Regions from separate parts of the Mus musculus genome. Here region 2 is linked to region 1. The links are chromatin contacts, called in public HiCAR-type maps. All regions are on one chromosome and are shown on one strand. Each heading gives the region's core, a stretch centred on a gene start, on an enhancer-like site or on the middle of the called end of the contact. The rest is flanking DNA. Distances are from core to core; before and after follow the strand shown.

Region 1 (3,893 bases), core at 1,009-3,508:
GTATTGCACAGACAGAAAGAGTGTGGTGGAGGAAGTTAGGCAGCCTGAAGTTGCCTACCATGGTCACCAGCTGTGCAGTCACAAACATTAGCCAGGCCCACTGTTATGGGCTGCTGAGACAAGAGTGTACCACCACATGGTGGCACACACCTTTAATCCCAGCCCTCAGAGGCAGGCAGATCTCTTAGCAGAGTCTGAGGCCAAACTGGTGTACAGAGCACATTCCAGGCACCCTCAGCTACACAAAGTAAACTCTGTCTCAGGGGAAAAAAAAAAAAAAGAAAGCTGCTGTCCAGCCTCCAAAGTGGAAATGTTCATGACCAGTCACCTTACTTATTCACAGAAAGCTGATAACAATTTCATCATAAAAAAAAAAAAAAACCAACTCCTTTCATAAACACGTACAAGGAAAGTTCCAATCAACGCACAAACCCACTTAAAGGCCAAGAAGCTGGAGTTAGAGCTATCAGAACACTCTTCTTTTCCAATGTGCCTGCTTTAGAATAACAGGCTAAAGATGGTGAAGTCAATGACAGAGGTTCCAGCCATAGGCTTTAAGGCTACAGTTCAGATTAATCATAAATCTAAATTTTTTTATGGAACTTAAGAAGTTTGCCCACATTCCAAAAGTAGTTGTGCTAACCAAACCAAACCAAAAGCTGGGCAGTGGTAGTGTATGCCTTTAATCCCAGTACTTTGGAGGCAGAGGCAGAGGCAGGGGCAGGCGATTTCCGAGTTCGAGGCCAGCCTGGTCTACAGAGTGAGTTCCAGGACAGCCAGGGCTACACAGAGAAACCCTGTCTCAAAAAACCAAAAAGAAAAAAAAAAAAAAGAAAGAAAGAAAAGGAAAGGAAAGGAAAGGAAAGGAAAGGAAAGAAAAGAAAATGGTGTTAACTACTGGCATAGCATGGAAATACCCTTTGAAAGGCACTTTTGTCAAGAGTGGTGGTGTAGACTATAATCCTAGCTCTCTGGAGGTGAGGGCATGAGGAATGCAAGATCCAGAAAGCCTGGGGCTTCACAGCTAGTGCCAAAGCCAGAGAACAAACCAAGAAAATCTTGTTTCAAAAATAATTAATTAAGATTTTTTTTAACTCTCCCCCGAGGATGGAGAGATGGCACAAGGGTTAAGGGTCATTCCTTCAGCAACCACATTGGGGCAGCTCACAATCTGTAACTCAATTCCCAGAGCTGGCCTCTGATGCACCAGACACCTCGTGGTGCACATACACACATGCAGGTACACTCATACACATAAAAATAAGCAAATTCTCACCCCACCCCACCCGTAATTGTGCAAACCCACGGAGTGAAAGCACACGAAGTCTCCACCTTGATAATTGCTCGTGAATATTGTAAGTGACCAACACTCTGTTGGAAACCAAACGGGGCAAACCACCAGTTAAAACTAGAAGAGGAAGGAAGTGGGGGGCGGAAGGGGGTAGTGTAGAAGGTAAGTTGGACAGAAAACAGTGGCAATGGGTATCCTACTCAGAAACTTGTGCAAACATAACGAATAGAAGACAGTAATTTCCTGAGGTTCCAAGTAAGAGTTAAAAAAAAAAACTCTACGCGCATATTGTAGCCGAATATTTTTCTCTCTCAGGAATACTTAAGGTAGAGGGCTGGGGAGAAGGCGGGAGGTGGAGACCCAAAAGTCTTCTCGGGCTAGGTCAGGACTAAGATTACTACTCAACAGGCAGAACTCTAATGCTCCCCTCATGTTGTGTGCGGGGGCTCCCGGCCTGACGGGGAGAAGGGACAGAGGGACCGCCATCGATACAAACTTGTAAAAGCAGACGCGTTAACCGAGGCGCAGACACATGGTTGCCGTGGATACCAAGCCACGTACCCAACTGGGTTAGGACCCGCTCTTTAAGACAAGCAAGGGTCGTGGGCTGGGGACATAGGGATCGGGGAGGGACTGTCCTTCCCGCGACGTTGCCCTGGGCCTTGGTCCTCCCAGGCGCCTACCGCATAGAGGAGCACACTGCTAGGGCTGGCCGAGCCGACCGAGAATCGGGAGCTGGAGGAGCTAGGAACGTCCATGGCGCGGCTGCCGTCCCTGGCGGGGCCTGGGCTGGTCTGCTACACGGCTGTAGTGCAGCCGCTGGGGGCGGTTCTTTCGCACGGGGCGGCTCCCGTCTGCCCAGGACAGTGGCACTCCGTACGGCCACTGCACGGGACCCCGGGCACCGCCATCTTAACCAGGCCCGAGGCCGCGCAGGGACCGTGACGCACGCGCAGAAGCCGCGCCGGAAGCGGAAGTGGTGGGCACTGGGCGGGATCTGGGGGGGTCTCCGTGCTGATTCCCATGGCGGCGGAGCACGATTCGGACTCCGTTGAGCCTCCTGGTTCGGAGGCACTCCTGGACGCCGTTCTGCGGACCCTCTACGACCTGGGTGAGCGTAGCTCCTGGGAGGAGGCGGCCAAAGACAGTGAAACGCATCCCGAGGCGGCGGGACCACGGCCCACGTGGTCTCCTGGAGCCATGTCCGCAAGCGCTACCCTCTCCGGGACCTTCTCCCCCACTTGTTGGCCGACCTTTTGCTCTCCTTCTCACTGTGCAGGAAAATAAAATCAGAGATGGTTACTAAAGGCAGGCCACTCGCAGAAGGACAGGCACTGGCAGGCAGAAGAGCTCACGTTGATTGCCTGACTTTTAGAACCAGACACGTAACAAACGCTGTATTGTTTTTATTTTGGAGCGGTTGCTCAAAATTCCAAGCTCACTTACACGATTAAAAAGCAAAAGCAAGCTGAGAACTTGGAAGAACGTACCAGGTGTACATGTACATGCATTTTTGTGTGTTTCCCTCATTAACTGTCAGAGCAACCCATATATGTACACACATCTTCATAAAGGTCCTCCTTAAGAGCTCGAGTCTCAAGGTCTAGGGCCTGATGTCACATTCTGCGCTGTGTTAGGTTCTTTGTGTCCACCGACAACACTTGGCCTCCGACTTTCACAAGTTTGTTTGTTTGGGTTTTTTTTTTTTTTTTCTTTTTGGTTTTTCAAGACAGGGTTTCTCTGTGTAGCCCTGGCTGTCCTGGAACTCACTCTGTAGACCAGGCTGGCCTCGAACTCAGAAATCCGCCTGCCTCTGTCTCCCAAGTGCTGGGATTAAAGTCGTGCGCCGCCGCCACCACCACCACCTGGCTGACTTTCACAAGTTTTAAGACTAATTTTTAAAATCCTAGATACAGTTGATATTCACACATGCAGGAATTCATTACGGTAGTTACTTCCCAGCTACCTGGACTTTACCTATTCATTTTTATATCTATACTGGCAGAGTTACATTGGCCACAAGTACACAGCTAGTATTCAGAAAGCTCCTGGGCCCATACTGTAGGTCAGTACTGAGGCTTAGACGCCTGATTGAAATTTCAGATCACTGTTGAGAGTCTGAGCAGAAGAAACAAACTGAAGATGAGAAATAGAGTAGAAAGTAAAGGTATTCAAATTAAAGCAATTAAAGTTTAGCTGGATTCCCTTTAAATCCAAAACCGAAGGAAAACAAGAAGAACCCGGACATGTACCTGTAACCCTGCAGTGTGGTAAAAAGACATGCTAGTATAGAGGCAAATGCTTTTAACATGGTCCTGGGAACTATGACGTTGATGGCACCGGGTGTGAGGACTAGCGTAATTGTATTACTAAGGGTCAGAGGTGTATGCAGCTATCTGGGAAGGAAGGCAGGATTTTGATTTCTGAAAGTGTTGCCTGTGTTTGTGGTTTCCGGTTACTTTATTTATTTATGTATGTGCGGGTGTGTGTCAACCCCGCCATATGCAGTGAGAAAACACCTCCCACAGGAGTGAGTTCTCTCCTTCCACCGTGTGGGTCCTGGAGATCATGAAGTCATGAGACCTGGCCCTAAGCACTTCGT
Region 2 (3,893 bases), core at 475-2,974, 1.0 Mb before region 1:
TTGTGGGTGGGACCATCTCTGGGCTGGTAGTCTTGGTTCTATAAGAAAGCAGGCTGAGCAAGCCAGGTGAGGCAAGCCAGTAAAGAACATCCCTCCATGGCCTCTGCATCAGCTCCTGCTCCCTGACCTGTTTGAGTTCCAGTCCTGACTTCCTTTGGTGATGAACAGCAGTATGGAAGTGTAAGCCGAATAAACCCTTTCCTCCCCAACTTGTTTCTTGGTCATGATGTTTGTGCAGGAATAGAAACCCTGACTAAGACAGGTCCTTTCTACATTTTCCTAACCCAGAGCAGGGTTCTTGCCTGTGATGGAGAAGGCAGCTCTGGTAAACATGCAACAAAGAGTTGCTTTGATTAATATATATTTTAAATAAATGATTTTCCATTTTGTCTGGGGCTTTACTGCATTTCTGGAGTTGGGAATAGCTGGCTTTAGCTGCTTTGTCTGTATTTTTCTTGTCTCTTTGAGACAGTGTACATCAGTTCTTTATGGCTATAGAAGTCAAGGTTCTATGATTTACTTAAAGCTGACTTTTGTTTGGTTTTAAAAATCTCATTTAGAGTTTGGGATCATGGCACATTAATTTAATATTTAAAGTCATTTTCTTATTTATTCAAAATGTATTCAACTGAAACTCAAAATCTCCCTTCCATTATTTCTATCCTGTGCTTCAGGGACTCTCATATAGAAAATTAAAAGAAAGAAAGAAAAAAAGACCAAAAATAAACAATATCTCCACAAGGTACACAGAACACACACTGACACATGTGAAGAGCAAACAAACTAAAGTAAAGATTAGACCCTTCATTTTGTGAACAAGCTTTCTGCTGTATTGGATTATCCCTGCTTATTAATCAGGGTTAGGATTCATTGCTGGTTTGGCAATATCAAGAATGGGCTTTACTCTGTTCTAGCAGCGATCTAGCGCCACCTAGCGCCGCAATCAAAATCTGTTCTTCTCTTTTTTTTCTCTCCTCCCTTCTTCCCCCGCCCTTCCCCGCCCCCCTCTCCTCCTGGTTGAAATGGTAGATTGCTATCCCAGATTATGTTCAGGAAATATATAAGAAGAAAGAAAGCTGGATGTAGTTGCTTATGCTCATAATCTCAATACTCTATAGAGAATTGCCATGAATTTTCAGGCCAGCCCGAGCTACATAATCCCTTCCAAGCCAATTCAGTCTACAGAGTGAGACCGTGCCTTATCAGTAAGATAAAACAATGTAAGGTAAAAATGTGTGGTTAACTGAGGCTCCAACGATTATTTCAGAACGGCGGTTATCATTTCTGTGCGTCCAATTAGGTAATCGGGGGTGGAGGAGAAAAGTCAGGGTGGAAAGAGGTCAGTGGGAGCAGACCATGTCGCACATGAAACTTTAGAGCCTCTAGTCTGTAGCCAACCAAGGTCACAGGGATCAAAGCCCCGCAGGTGGAGCTCAGAGGACATCGCTTTGAGTACCGCAAGCCTAGGCCTCCAGATTATACAAACCTTTTGGGGCAGGAGACAAAACAAAAACAAAAGCCAAGAAGTTTCCTGTCTGTGGTCCTCACACGGGAACATTCTTGGTTCTCACACCTTGCAAACTTACTCTTGGGAGATTCAGGAGAAAAGGCAGGTGGAGCTCCAGCCACCAAGGAGAGGGAGGGACTGAGCTCCTTCGCAGACTTGTGTGGGCGCAGGGCGGAGCCGCCGGAGCATCCTTGAGCAGCCATCGCAGAGCATGATGGGAAAATCCTCCTTCCCTTGGACATGGCGCGCACCTGCCTGGCAGCCCCAGCCGGCTCCAGCACCGCGCTGTGCCGGTCCGTACTGTTCAGCGTCTACCGCGGTTTGGGCGGTGGCGGCGGGGGTGGGACCGCGCCTGGAGCACACCGGCACGCGCCGACGTACTGAGCTCCAGGGTGCTGAGCTTAGGGTGCTGAGCCCCAGGGCACGCTCGGTTTCTGCCGGACTCTGCGGGCATGGCGTCCCAGGTGCTGCAGCTGCTCAGGCAGGGTGTGTGGGCCGCTCTCACAGGGGGCTGGTACCACGACCCGGAGCATAGCAAATTCACCAATAGCTGCCACCTCTACCTGTGGCTGTTCCTGCTCTTGCTGCCACTGGCTCTGCACCTGGTGAGTCCCCAGTTTAGGGGTGGGTGGAGGAGGGGGAGGAGGAAAGGAAAAGGAGGAGAAACAGGAAGCGGAAAGGAAAATTAACAGGAGAAGAGAGGGAAGGGGGAGAGAAGGAAGGAGATGGGAAGAACTAAATAGGAAGTAAGGTTATGAAAGAAGGGGAGGGGGAGCCACAGAGGATGCCCAGGATGGGAAGGAATCAGTGACTTTGAGAAGTAGGGACGGAAGAATGAGGCAAGGGGTTTTGGGACAACAGTCCTGCAGGGCACTGGAGAGTCTCCGGAAAGAAGTATGTAGGACTTTGGGGATTGTGAGCTCATTAAAAATCGATGTGGGCTGCCTGGATGAGTCAGGCCCTGCTGTCTGAACGGTTGAGACTGGCTTATGGGTACCAACCATGGAGCCTCACGACTTCGGATGATATCAGCTATAACACCAGCTATAACACCTCAGGTGCAGTCGCAATAAAAAGGCAGTACGAATCCCTCTCAGGGCGACCTGATTTCGGTTGTTAGTCGTTTTTTCTTTTTTCCTACTCTTCTCTTCTTGTTTTGCTTTAGGAAGGTAGATTCCACTGTCAATCACTCTGCAGTTTCACTATGGTGTAGAGAAGTCTGAAAAAAAATTAAAAATATACAGGAGTGGATAAATGTCATACACCTATGCCAGAGCAGTGTGGCAGCTCCTCCTCTGGGATGGCCAACAATGGGGGATAGTGAATGCTTACTGAATGGTTACCTATGACCTTCATAGGTCAGTTAAACATATAGGTAGCGCAAGGCGTGATGGGGCACCCTTAAAAAGCTGCCTGCTGTTAACTTGCCGGTGAGGCGAGGAGCCGTCTCTGATGTGTCTGTGAAGGACTTTGTCCCTAGAACAGTACATGGTCATGTTCTGCTCCACAAAATCTTCAATGAGTTTGCATAGGTGACAGATCCTGAGTCTGACCTTCGAGATGCCTGGTGGCTTGGCACCCCTAGACCCTGGCTCTTTTACTGGCAGGCTGTTCAGAGCTGTGGTTCTGGAAACAGACTGGCTCAGCTGAACTCCGGGCCCAGCTTTTCCCAGTTCTGGGACCATGGAAGGAGTTGACTTACTTTGACATTTTACTTTCCTTGGCTGTAGAACAAGATACTTGCTCCTGTGTGTGTGTGTGTGTGTGTGTGTGTGTGTGTGTGTGTGTGTGTGTGTGCTTGAAAGCATGCAGAGAGATCAGAAGACAACTTGGCAGGGGTTCCACTCTGGGGGATCCTTGGATCAGGATTGGTGGCAGGCAGCTTTACTCTCTGAGCTATCTTACTGGCCATTAGAACCAGTTTGTGCCAGCCGTGGTGCTCAACGAGAGTACATATGAAGTCTTCTTCAGGACAGTCTGGTTTATTAGACTGACACTGGACCTACCCCGACCTTAGTTTTCTAAGTGGAGGTCTCTCCAGAGAACAGTAGTGGCCCATGTGTATGGCCACCCGGTCTTCTGGTTATGATCTCAAAGAAGAGAAGGCGACAGATGGTCCATGAAGTCAGGGGGCCTCCCAGCACAGGGAAGGACTCCCATGGTCATGGTGTTTTCCCACTTCTGAAAAAAGAGAGATGAGATTGTCATGTAATAGGGAGGGTGGTAGGACATTTTGAGAGAAATTGTCTGGGACCATTTTAGGACCTTATAGGACTTATTAACCTATAGTTAATAAAAACCTAGAGTTAAAAAAAACACTTAGACAAACACAACAAGTAGCTTGAGATAGGGTATGAATTAGTTTCTATCCCCACATTTTTGCTTT

The links. HiCAR-type assays count read pairs that join an accessible place to other places.
Region 2: a contact with region 1 is called in a HiCAR-type map of astrocytes, with 3 times the contacts expected there. The contact joins the promoter of Pcnx2 here to the promoter of 2810004N23Rik in region 1. A contact is called at or near these places in 7 of 39 promoter capture datasets (the 3T3-L1 cell line, cranial neural crest, frontonasal cranial neural crest and 4 more), 2 of 115 datasets of contacts at active chromatin or transcription factors (astrocytes and pancreatic cancer cells) and 1 of 9 other capture datasets (adipose tissue).

The regions. Positions count from the first base shown.
Region 1 is chr8:124,861,394-124,865,286 of GRCm38.p6, reverse strand. It overlaps 2810004N23Rik (RIKEN cDNA 2810004N23 gene), which reads left to right and starts at 2,258. Exons shown (of 7, transcript NM_025615.2): 1 at 2,258-2,402. The coding sequence starts at 2,315. It overlaps Gnpat (glyceronephosphate O-acyltransferase), which reads right to left and starts at 2,254. Exons shown (of 16, transcript NM_010322.3): 1 at 1,975-2,254. The coding sequence starts at 2,049.
Region 2 is chr8:125,896,148-125,900,040 of GRCm38.p6, reverse strand. Pcnx2 (pecanex homolog 2) reads left to right here and starts at 1,724. Exons shown (of 34, transcript NM_175561.4): 1 at 1,724-2,112. The coding sequence starts at 1,960. It overlaps A730098A19Rik (RIKEN cDNA A730098A19 gene), which reads right to left and starts at 2,127. Exons shown (of 2, transcript NR_155422.1): 1 at 1,587-2,127.